4 separate regions of the Mus musculus genome follow, and regions 1, 3 and 4 are each linked to region 2. Evidence: chromatin contacts called from public HiChIP or PLAC-seq and promoter capture Hi-C data. All regions are on one chromosome and are shown on one strand. Each heading gives the region's core, a stretch centred on a gene start, on an enhancer-like site or on the middle of the called end of the contact. The rest is flanking DNA. Distances are from core to core; before and after follow the strand shown.

Evidence for each region. Promoter capture Hi-C pulls out the DNA fragments that hold promoters and counts their contacts. HiChIP or PLAC-seq counts read pairs in DNA pulled down with a chosen protein or histone mark. Capture Hi-C pulls out chosen DNA fragments and counts their contacts.
Region 1: a contact with region 2 is called in an H3K27ac HiChIP or PLAC-seq map of microglia, with 7 times the contacts expected there. The contact joins the enhancer-like site here to the promoter of Npcd in region 2. A contact is called at or near these places in 1 of 39 promoter capture datasets (hematopoietic stem and progenitor cells), 5 of 484 Hi-C or Micro-C datasets (the N1E-115 cell line, embryonic limb bud, embryonic stem cells and 1 more) and 5 of 115 datasets of contacts at active chromatin or transcription factors (embryonic stem cells, extraembryonic endoderm stem cells, microglia and 2 more).
Region 3: a promoter capture Hi-C map of pancreatic islet shows a contact between it and region 2. The contact joins the promoter of Csnk1e here to the promoter of Npcd in region 2. A contact is called at or near these places in 1 of 39 promoter capture datasets (pre-B cells), 1 of 484 Hi-C or Micro-C datasets (embryonic stem cells), 1 of 115 datasets of contacts at active chromatin or transcription factors (pancreatic cancer cells) and 1 of 9 other capture datasets (pancreatic islet).
Region 4: a contact with region 2 is called in a promoter capture Hi-C map of pre-B cells, with 2.9 times the contacts expected there. The contact joins the promoter of Tmem184b here to the promoter of Npcd in region 2. A contact is called at or near these places in 1 of 39 promoter capture datasets (pre-B cells), 1 of 484 Hi-C or Micro-C datasets (embryonic stem cells), 2 of 115 datasets of contacts at active chromatin or transcription factors (microglia and pancreatic cancer cells) and 1 of 9 other capture datasets (pancreatic islet).

Annotation. Positions count from the first base shown.
Region 1 is chr15:80,218,114-80,220,813 of GRCm38.p6, reverse strand. No RefSeq gene overlaps it. Among named protein-coding and RNA genes, the nearest start is that of Gm46521, 6.1 kb to the left of the region's middle. Within about 2 kb of position 1,378, at least 161 of the 459 cell types and tissues checked have an H3K27ac peak or open chromatin away from gene starts, as enhancers often do. A contact at or near this core is called in the N1E-115 cell line, embryonic stem cells, hematopoietic stem and progenitor cells and 2 more, where this site is marked.
Region 2 is chr15:79,832,933-79,835,632 of GRCm38.p6, reverse strand. Npcd (neuronal pentraxin chromo domain) reads left to right here and starts at 1,300. Exons shown (of 9, transcript NM_001013362.2): 1 at 1,300-1,490; 2 at 1,675-1,718; 3 at 1,866-1,931; 4 at 2,055-2,121. The coding sequence starts at 1,422. It overlaps Cbx6 (chromobox 6), which reads left to right and starts at 1,300. Exons shown (of 5, transcript NM_028763.3): 1 at 1,300-1,490; 2 at 1,675-1,718; 3 at 1,866-1,931; 4 at 2,055-2,121. The coding sequence starts at 1,422.
Region 3 is chr15:79,440,686-79,443,385 of GRCm38.p6, reverse strand. Csnk1e (casein kinase 1, epsilon) reads left to right here and starts at 1,329. Exons shown (of 11, transcript NM_013767.6): 1 at 1,329-1,458.
Region 4 is chr15:79,402,020-79,404,719 of GRCm38.p6, reverse strand. It overlaps Tmem184b (transmembrane protein 184b), which reads left to right and starts at 1,417. Exons shown (of 9, transcript NM_172608.1): 1 at 1,417-1,535.

The DNA of each region.
Region 1 (2,700 bases), core at 129-2,628, 390 kb before region 2:
TGTCTCAAAAAAAAAAAAAAAAAAAAAGAGAGAGACAGAGAGAGAGATTAAAGGTTGATGCAGGGTCTTTCAAACCATATTTCTTGAGGCAGGTTTCCCACCGGACCCCAGAGCTTTCTGATTTACCTAGTCTAGCTCACTTGCTTCGGGGAATTCCTGTCTCCACTTCCTGAGGCTTACAGGTTGACCACCACACCTGCCTGGCATTTACATGAATACTGGGGATTTGAACTCTGGTCTTCGTGCTTGTACAACAAGTACTTTCTCTACTGGGTCCTCTCCCCACCCCCACCAGTGAGCTTTGAGCCCTGCCCCACTTCTTCTGCTTTCCCCAGTTAAAAGAGGGAACTCTGCATAACTTATGTAAATTTGATTTAAATGTGATTTTTGGCTACTGGGCTGGAGTGGTGCACATCTTTAGTGATCTCAGGACTCAGGAGGCAAAGGCAGGTAGATCTGTAAGTTTGAGGCCAGCCTGGTCTAAAGAGAAACCTGTCTCAATAGACAGACAAAAAGTTTCAAAAATTAAATAATGTGTGCCAAGCATGGTGGTGTAGATGTGAGTGTGTGTGAATGTGTGTGTGTGTGTGTGTGTGTGTGTGTGTGTGTGAGTGTGGGGGTGGGGATAGGGAGGTGTACTGTTGGTATTGGTGTTGTCTTAGTATTTACCCCTGGTTGTCTCGGAACTCAATGTGTAGGCTAAACTGGCCTTGAATTCACAGAGATCTGACTGCTTTTCTCTCTGCCTCCTGAGTGCTGGGATTAAAGGTGTGTAATACCGTATCTGAGTGTTTCTTTTTTCTTTGTAGGTTTTTTGTTTGGTTATTTTTGGGGTTTTGTTTTGTTTTTGTTTTAGACTGGGTCACATGCAGTCCAAGCTGGCCTCATACTCCTGGGTTGTTGAGTCATATCTGTCCCAGGCACATAAAAGCCATTCCAAAACATTCCAAAAGAGTAGCTACTGTTTGTGTGTGTGTGTACCTCAGGATACCTCCCCATATCCAGCTGATGGCACTGGATAAATGAGTGGTCAAGACCAGGATGGAGAGGACAGGGAAGTAATCTCAGATGGAAGCTGAGTTCCACACTGGCCCTGCCGAGTCTCAGGAGACCTCGATGCCTTGGGACCCTTGCAACAGGCAGCTGACCAGGGAGCTGGGCGCTGAGTAGGGAGGGCTCCCTGGAGAGGTGCAACCAGCCCTACTTTGTTGGGGATTGAGATCCACAGGCAGAGCAGACAGATTTCTAGGAAGATAAGAAGGTCAGCAGGACAATGAAGAAGCGGGAAGAGGCAAAGAAAAACAGATGAGTCACAGGGGCGAAGGGAAGAAGCCCAGGGAGGAAATGCATGACCCGTGTGTCACGTATACCACATCGAAGGAGGGGGAGGGGCACAGGGGATTTTTAAACCTCCACCAAGCTCAGACTCTGCTGCCAGGCGCATGCGCGCGCGCACACACAACTGCCCACCGCAGCTGGAGACCTGTAATACACACACCCCATCTGACAGATGAGCATCCAGGAGCCGGACGTGAGCAAGGGAGGGCTGCTAGGTGCTGAGGAGACCGGACATAGACAGCTGAGGTGCCAAGGGTGACATCTTGTCCTCATTTCTTTCAGAAAACTATCTGTTCTCTTCCTTGACTAGTAAAGGCTCAACTCTGACTTTCCTAAGCGTCTAAACTGATCTGAGATTCCACCCAAGTCATCCAGATCTGCTCAGGATGGTCAACAGACCTAACGGAAGCCAACAAGATCCAAGCCCAAGAGTTTATTTTGTTTGGGGGTTTTGGTTTTTCAAGACAAGGTTTCTCCGTGTAGTCCTAGCTGTCCTGAAACTCTGACAAGCAGGCTGGCCTCAAACTCAGAAATCCACCTGCCTCTGCCTCTCAGGTGCTGGGATTAAAGGTGTGCATCACCATGCCTGGCTCAGAAAATTTTTAAAGATTTTCATTTGTATTGATTTTTCAAAACAGGGTTTCTCCTGTAGTACTTGCTATCCTGGAACTCTCTGTAGACCAGGTTGGCTTCAAACTCAGGTCCCAAGAGATGCTCCTGCCTCTGACTCCTGAGAGCTGGGATTAAAGGCACACATCACCATCACCTAGCCAAGATTTGTCTTTCTTAATCTTATGAGTATTTTGTCTGTGTCTAAGTAAGGACACTGCAAACTTGTACTGGTGCCCACAGAGACCAGAAGAGAGCTCTAGGTCCCCTGAAACTGGAGTTACACATGGCTGTGGTAACTTGTGGGTGCTGGATATCAAACTCATGTCCCCTTAGAAAGCAACCCTTGTTAAGCTCTGAGCAGTCTCTCCAGGCCCACTAGCTTTACTTTGAGAAAGATCTAGTAAGTAACAAAATCTTGGCTAACCTGGAACTCTGTATGTAGACCAGGATGGCCTCAAACTTATAACAGTGTTCCTACCTCTATCTCTCAAATGCTGAGATTATGGAAGCACACCACCGTGCCCAGCTCAAGCACAAGACTGTGTGCCTGCACAGATGTGCACACAAGCAGATGTGCACTGGTTCACATGTGCATGTAGAGGCTAAGGTCCATGTCCAGTGTCATCTTTAGTCACTTCTCTACCTTGTTTTTAATTTTTTTTATGTATATGAGTACACTGTCGCTGTCTTCAGACACACCAGAAAAGGCATCAGATCCCATTACAGACGGTTGTTAGCCACGTGGTTGCT
Region 2 (2,700 bases), core at 51-2,550:
CCACCCCATTCTAATAAGCCAATCATGAAATCAAAAGATAATCCTGACCCTTACAAATCCCCACCCCTCCTCCAGCCCAGCCCTAGACAACAGGTGAACAGAGCAAAATCAGTGTTAATGTCCAATCAATATCATTAAGGGAGGATAGCATCTCCAGTGTGAATAGTACAACCCTATAGTGCTTAAACATTTAAATAGATAGAACATGTGTGCCTGTGTTCTCCAAGTAGGTGATGTATCTATGCATATTCATGCAGGCCCGAGTTTAGGGAAAGAACTGGGCTAGAGGACCCCAATGACTTAATACAGGTTATGAATTGCTCCTTCCCTTTCGTTTCCTTATTTATATGTGGTTAATTTTTTTTTCTTTTTGCAAAGAACAAGACCACTGGCCTAATGGAAACTCCGATTAAATAATTTTTCAATGTGTGTTTCCAGCGAGGTGGGCTACATCCAAGAGGGAAAGTTCCAGATCCCACTTGCGCCTCCCAGGAGCAATGGCGGAGTCATTCCTGCAGCTGTGGTTTGTAGAATTATGCTGTGGCCTGCGGCCTGAAAATCCCAATACAGATTTGACCATGAAGGCGGGTTCTGCTGAGTGACCCAAAGAAAGACTGCTTTGGACTCAATCTGGGATGCCCTGCGGTTCTCTTTTGAGACCTCTCTCTCTTTGGTTTATAAACACACTCGCCAAGGTCTACTTGTAGGTGTTGAGACCATGGTCGCAGGCCTGGGTCACCTCTGCAGTCACCCCCCCCCCCCCGCCGCCCCCTTCCTGCTGTGGCGTTTTTGTTTTAACTTATCTGAACCGGTTACAAAACCACACTCCCACGAATACATAAATAATGGATGGGGTGATGTGTTAAAGAAATCCCCACAAGGCCTGGCAAAGCTGCAGTGAATGCATTTCTGCTGTATCATATTTAACTGTTTGCAAACGTCTGCAGGAGGATGCACAGCGCCTAGAGACTCCTGGGCCTATCGCATCTCTCTGTCGAGGGCCTGGCAATTCTGGCATGAGGAGTTACAAGGAGGGTAGGAGGTGGCAGGGATCCTGGGCCTGCAGGATGAAGTGGGACAATGTAGGATTGCACTGCACCTCACTCGGCTTGGCAGCAGCCAAGCATCCATCGGTCTCCCGCCAGGACTGCGGGGGAGAGGACAGGCCCCTTTAAGAGCCTTCGCGCGCCCCCGCCCCGCGAGCGCTCATTTTCCCTAGCAACCGCCCCGGGGGAGGGGGAGGCCCTGGCAACGGCGCTCAGGCCCGGAGCATCACGTGACGGCCCGCAGCTGGAACGCGAGCGCGCGCCCCGCCGAGCGCCCGCCCGCCGGGGGCCTGAGCGCTGGGGCGCGTGCGCGAGCGGTGCAGCACCGGCCGCGGGAGCAGGGAGTATTATGGGCTGTGGGTGCCGCTGAGCAAGATGGAGCTGTCTGCAGTAGGCGAGCGGGTCTTCGCGGCCGAATCCATCATTAAACGCCGGATCCGCAAGGTGAGCCCTCGGCCGGGACAGCCCTGTGTTCCCCGCGGTGGTGTCGGAGCCCGCGGGGCCCTCGGGGTGCAGTGGTCCGGCTAGCCGGGTTCCCTCAGCCACCCCCGCGCCGCCGCCTCCTCGCGTCCCTGCATCTTCCCCACCCCCACCCCCTATTTTTTTTTTTTTCCTTTCTGTTTTTCAGGGACGCATCGAGTACCTGGTGAAATGGAAAGGGTGGGCGATCAAGTGAGTGTCGTGGGTCGTTGGCATGGGGACTGGGGAGGCGGCAAGAAGACACCTGGGCCTTGGATAGGGGGTGCGTGCTTGAGCCCTCGCGGTGTGCCCCTGCCCCTTGGGTTTTCATTTTGCTCTTCTGTACGCGTGACTCGGCAGGTACAGCACTTGGGAGCCAGAGGAGAACATTCTGGATTCGAGGCTCATCGCAGCCTTCGAGCAGAAGTGAGTTGGAGAAGCTGGCAGGCGCGGTGGGGCGCCGCGCAGGGAAGCGGGAAAGGCGGGCAGGGTCGGGGAGTGGGGCCCAGGAAGGGACCCTTTTTCATCTTTGGCGTTTCTTGACTACAGGGAAAGGGAACGTGAGCTGTATGGGCCCAAGAAGAGGGGACCTAAACCCAAAACTTTCCTCCTAAAGGTAACCTGGCCCAGCCCCAGCAGCCCCCGCTCGGGCCCCCAGCCAGGGCGCAGCACAGGGCCGGCCTGCAAGGGAGGGACAGATCCGCCGCTGCCTAGGCGGGCAGGCTTTTCCAGAGGGGCCCCAGCTGGGCAGGGGGTGGTTGTGAGTCCCTGACAAGTCCCTGGCAGCGGGCCGTAGCCAGCCCAGCCAGAGGGGCCTGGGAGTGGGGTAATCAGGGATGAAACCAGGAACTGGGGGTGGGGGATCGACTGTGCTCCAGGAAGCGGGTGAGTGAAGCAGGTGGGGCATACTCAGGGGAGGAGGTGACTGGGAAGTTCTTTTCGCTAGTGAGACCCTTCATCTCCTCCAGCCTTGAACACACTGGCCTGTTTTGTGATTTAGAGTCTTGGAGCTGTTGAGTATAGATAGGCTTACCTCCTGGCAAAACACTGGCCTCCCATGCCCTATAACTGCCCACCTCCTTTGGAGTGTATTCTGTACCTTCTCCCATAGCACTTGGGGGCCCGGCTTGAATTTGACCTTAAATTACTTCAACCTGAATTTGATCATTCACACTGGACTACCAGCTTTCGGGTC
Region 3 (2,700 bases), core at 80-2,579, 390 kb after region 2:
ATTGCTAGGAGGACATTGATGCTTGCTGTGTTCTGCTCAGTCTTGCCAAGGCCCCACGGCCTGGGCTCTGACCACTGAGGCTGACTGCTGTCCAGACCAGCTGCCTCTGGTGAGGATTTGTGCCCTGCGTGGCCAAGGCTTCAGGAGAGAATGCGGGCCTGTCATACAAAACCTGCCAATTGTGAATCAATTGACAAACGCAAAGCCAAAAAGCACCAAGCGGGCCATGCTCAGTCCACCACCTGGGCAGAGAGAGCCAGTTGCCCGGTTTACCATCACAGAGGCCTCTGGAGGCAGCTCCTCCTCATTCTCCTGGTCTTCTGATCGGCATCCCCAGGTCCACCAGATGAACATGGCCATCTTGCTGGGCTGTGTGGGCCTGGGCAGACCTTTTGCCCTCTCTGGGCCACAGTATCCTGCCCTCCTGCCCTGTGATAGGACCTGGTCTATAGGTCTCCCAGCAATCTCCTCAGCCTCGGGGAGAAGATGCGGTTATTATGAAGTGACTCTTTCTGAGATGTGCTTCCGGGGTGATCAGAGGTACTATGTCCACAGTAACAGTTGTGTGTGTGTGTAGAGAGAGAATGTAGGTGTGTCATAAGTTGGAGCTTTGCATGACCCACTGTAAATATCATTTTAATAGCCTTGTGCTGGGACCTTCCATGGTGGAGCTGGAAGCTGGTGGGAAGCCTTCATTAACTCTCCCATGACCTGGGAAGGCTATGGTCCTTCTTCCTCGTTTGCAGTTAAGGACATTCAGGCATTGTCTGGGGGATGACTTTGTTGAATGAGCACCTCTGGGTCCCTGACTCACGTGTGAGTTCTTGGTGAGGGGCAGGGGGCTCAATGGGTGAAACTACGTTGGAATCTGAGGGACTGTCACAGTGGATCTGAACGGCAGAGGACAGAGCAAAGAAAAGTGTCTGCCTGGAGTTTTCTCTGACCACACATCCTTGGTCCTTGTCCACGCCCCTCAGTCCCTATGCTTTATTCCCAAAGCCCCTGGCCAGTGTTCTCTACAGCCTTCAGGCTACTGAGCCCTAAATCTCTTTTGCAGTGCCAGGAGTCTCAGCTGATTCTCTCGGGGGTCCCCGCAGCTTTGGCTGGAGATAGGGCAAGGCCTGAGTATAGGAAATCTTAGTTTTGTGTGCCCCTCACCCAGGGTGGCAGCGTCAGAACACGCTCTCCGGGGGCTGCGGGCCCTTTAAATCCTCCGGGGCGGCGGCGGCGGGCGGGGGATGACATCAGCGGGCGGGCCCGGGGCTCAATGGGAACCGCGGGGACGCGCGCGCGGGTAGGGAGCGCGCGAGCCGGCGGCGGGGGCGGGCGGCGGGAGGCGGCGGAGCGCGGAGCCTGAGCCCGGCCGGGCCGAGCGCAGCGCAGCGGGCCGGGGAGAGGCTGGCGCGCCCGCGGCCCGGCGAATCCTCTGGCATCCGCCCCGGCGGCCGCCCCGGCGCGGTGAGCATCGGGGGCCGGGGAAGCGGGGTTCCCTCCGCCTCTTTGTGTTTTCTTTTTGCGCGAGCGCGGGGCGGACACGCGCATCCGCGCAGGGCTGGGGGCGCCGCCCGTGAGGACAAAGGCGCGGCCGGGGACGCGGAGGGGACGGGCGCTTCGCAGGCCGCCGGGTGCACCGAGGCGGCCCCGGGTTGGGGCGGGGGACCTGCGGCAGGGGCCTGGCTGGGGTCCCGGGGGCGCTCGGGTTCCGGGCCGGCCTCGGCCCCTCCTCTGTGTCCTGGGCTCCGGGTCACCGAGGCCGTTCTCGCGTAGGGTGGGGGCGCGCGGGGGTCCTAAGTGATGGGGTGCGTGGTCACCCGGGCCACCGGCTTTGTTTTCCTTTGTGGCGAGAAGAAGGGAGGGGGTTATTTATCGCTTGGCTTCTCATTGCGGTGTGCGAGACAGCCTTGTGCTTCAAGCCTGTGAAAGCTGGGTGCCTGGGCGCCTCAGAGGCAGGGCTGCGACTTAGGCCACCCCCTCCCCCTACTTTGTCCAGAGTTTCCCCACATATTTCTTAGCATAGCCTCCCTTTGGAAAGGGGGTCTAGAGAGAGAGAGAAGGGGGTGCAGTTCCAATGAATACTTGCGTTTGGGACGCCTTTCCTAGGTTTAGGGCATTCCTTCAGTTTTTATTCTACTGATTCATTGACCAGGGTCTTGGCCCTGTGGAAGGTGGGTGGTGTGTGTGTCAGGAGGTGTGTGTGTATGGCAGGGTGACACGGGACTGCCCATGTGCCCAGCTGCTTGTAGTTGTAATTTTTCTAACCAGCTGAGAAGTCTTGACTCCTCATGGCCACCCCCCCCTTTTTTTAACTTTGTTTATTCCCCTCCCCCACCCCTCCCGTAAGGGACAGAGTGAAGAATTGGAAAGCTACTCTGATTTCCTGAAGGAGCCCCCACCCCAAAGTCAATTTCTTGGGGTGGCGGTGGAGGGGGGCTTTTAAGTGGAGGAGGGCTGGGACACGCTAGACTCCAGGGCTCTGGTCTCCAGGGTGGGGAGACCCTGGCGTTGGTAGGGTCCTTCAGGGTTGGTGATTGTGCAGAGAGCCGTGAGTGGAGAGGGGCTTGGGGGGTCATGTGCAGTGTATTTATGTAAGACTCCCAGACAGAGGGCACTGGTATTTATATAACCTGGCGTGGGTATTTATGTAATATAGGATGCAGTATATTTATGTTCCTTTCCTAACCTGTGGCTTTCCCAGATGCC
Region 4 (2,700 bases), core at 168-2,667, 430 kb after region 2:
AGATGGATAATAAGATAGGAAAACAATCGATACGTGTTAGAAATGAACTTTTATTAGGAGAACAGGGCACAGTGAGATGTTGACTATGGACTGCAGGTGAGGGGCTCAGCAATCTTACTCTGGGAAGGAGGTATTTGTCTCAGAACAATCCTGCTTCAGCTTCCCTAGTAAAGCCAGCCAAGCAAGACTTTGAAGACATGTCTGGGGAAACTGTAGCCCCAGCAGAGGGGACAGCAGGTGCAAAGGCATGGAAGCTGAATGCTTGTACTTGGTTGTAGGGAAAGCAAGAGGTCAGTGTTCAGGAAAAGGAGATGAGGCCAGGCATGCCTGCGGAGGGTGATGCTGGATCAAGGCTGTGCAGAGATCTGCAGATGTTGGCTTCATTTGGAATGGCATGAGGAACTAATTAAGGGTTTTGAGCAAAGTGCCATATAGTTCATCTTGGGTGGGTTCGTTTGTTTGTTTACTTTGGTGCAAAGAATTATATTGAGGGTCTGGTGAATGGTAAGCAAGCATTCCTCCAACGATTTGGATTTTTAAAGGAATCCCTGATTCTCACATTGGCACAGACCCGCCGAGGACAAGGTTGGAAAATCGGGCTAAGTAGATGCTCACAGTACCTGGGCAGAGCCTGGACATGACAGCAGTTCAGTAGTGTGGAGGTCAGAGTCTAGGGATACAGGATGTCTTGCCCAAGCTGATGGGACGAGGGGGAGAGGGAGGGCAGCACTCAAGGATAATACTAGACTTTCTGGCTTGAAGACTGGAAGCAGGGATTGGGGAATGCTGTGAAGAAGAAATGTGTGTGGAGGGGAAAGCAGCTGAGCCCGCTAAGTAAGAGGCGTCGGTAGACATTTGGAGCTGGAGATAAAAATAAACTTGGTTGCATATTACACATTTCAGTCATCTGGGTAAGACGAGGACCTCACAAATCAAAGTGGGGTAGGGGCTGGAATGACTCCTCTAGAATCGGTTCGTTAGGCTGCTAGGAATGAGGTGGGGCAGCTCCACTAGAGCAGTTTCATTTTGCATAACTATACAAAACGTTCCGTGGAAGTCCGTTCCACAGTCTCACACTCACCCTCCCTGTCTCAAACGTCAACTAGATTTCGTTTCACCTTCAGCGTTGGCATATACAAGGCTTTCAGAGAATTGAAACTCAAGCTAGCTCGCGAGTGTCCGGGACAGTCTGTATCCCGCGGGTCAGACTGTGCATCCCAGGACTGTGGTGGGTGGGACTGGACTAGGAAACCTGGGCCCTGGGTCTCTCGCGGTGCGTTTGCGAGTTGCAAGAGGACCTCACCATTCTCCTGACCCGAGATTGCGCGTGGTGCTTCGCAGCGCGCGGCCCCTTTAAGGCTCGGCGAGTGACCTCAGCGGCGCGCTCCGGCCCCGCCCCCGCCAGCGGCGTTCCTAGTGCGCAGGCGCGGCGCGGCGGTACCCGGCGGGGCTCGGGACGCGCCAGCGGCGGCCGAGATACCGGGCTGCGGCGCCGCCTGCTCCGCCTGCAGTCTCCAGCGCCATGGGCTCCTGAGGTACCCGGGCGGCGGATGCACGGGATGAACGGGGACCGGGCGGGGGCTGCACCTTGGGGAGAACTCCACTCTGGGGACTTCCCGCGGGGAGGCAGGGACTCGGAGGCCCCCAAGCGGCCCGTGGGTGTGCCCGCTTCGCCAGCGTGGCGGGGCCCTGAGTGTAACCGGACCTGCTCGTGGGGGAGTCGGGGTGGGCGGCGCGGGGCCCAGCCTCTTACCGATGGGACTGTGCGCACCGCGGTGGGTGTGCTGCAGCCTGGCACGACCGAACGGGGCGGGGAGACGTCGGTCCTCAGTGCAGTGGCTTTGACCTGGCCCGGTGGTCGGCCCTTGAGACGGTACATGCGTAAATGGGGGTGTGCGCGCGCTTTGCACACAGGTCAGTAGATTTGAAGGGGGATAGGGATCTGGGGCTCCCAGGATGCTGGGTGTTCAAAGGAACCCTAGAGATTGGTTTGGGTGTGTGGTGCCTGTTTGCCTGGGCACGCCCTTGGACACCTTGCTTGGATGCTTAGCTTGGGGCTAAGGAGCTCCAGGCAGTGGCAAAGCTAGGGAGTCTGGGGAACGGGCTCGGATTTTTAGTTTGTATCCTTTCTTGGAGGACTGTATGAGGCGGGACATCTCATCCCTCCCTCCTTGGAGGCCTTGGTGGGGCAAAGCAGGTGTCTGCCTGCCTGATACCTGGGTGTGAGGTGAAGGTCTATGTATTATTCATCTGGCTGCCAGGTGCTTTATGTAAGGAGAGAAGTAGCAATCTGTGCCCTGGAGGCAAGTGCTGCAGACTCAGCCAACACACACACACACACACACACACACACACACCCCACCAGCATCAGCAGCAGGGGGAGGTGCAGGTCTCCACGGTCTGGCTTTTTTGACAGGCTGTTTGCAGCATCCCTCTTCGTGTCAACAAGTTTGGTGGGCCCTTGGGCTCGGCACATCTGAGTATCTTGAGAGTTCTGTGCAGGGCCGGAGTTGGAACCCTTGGGTGTGGGAGCCCCAGAAGCTAGACTGGTGCTCACCCCGCACACAGATGTGAGGATCGAGGCATCGAAGAGCTCTCAGGTGCTTGGGGCAGAATCAGAATTGGAAAGAATCACAGGGATTCCAGAAACAGAAGACAAAAGACTGAGGAGTATGGAGGTGGATTCAGTGCTGGGGGGTG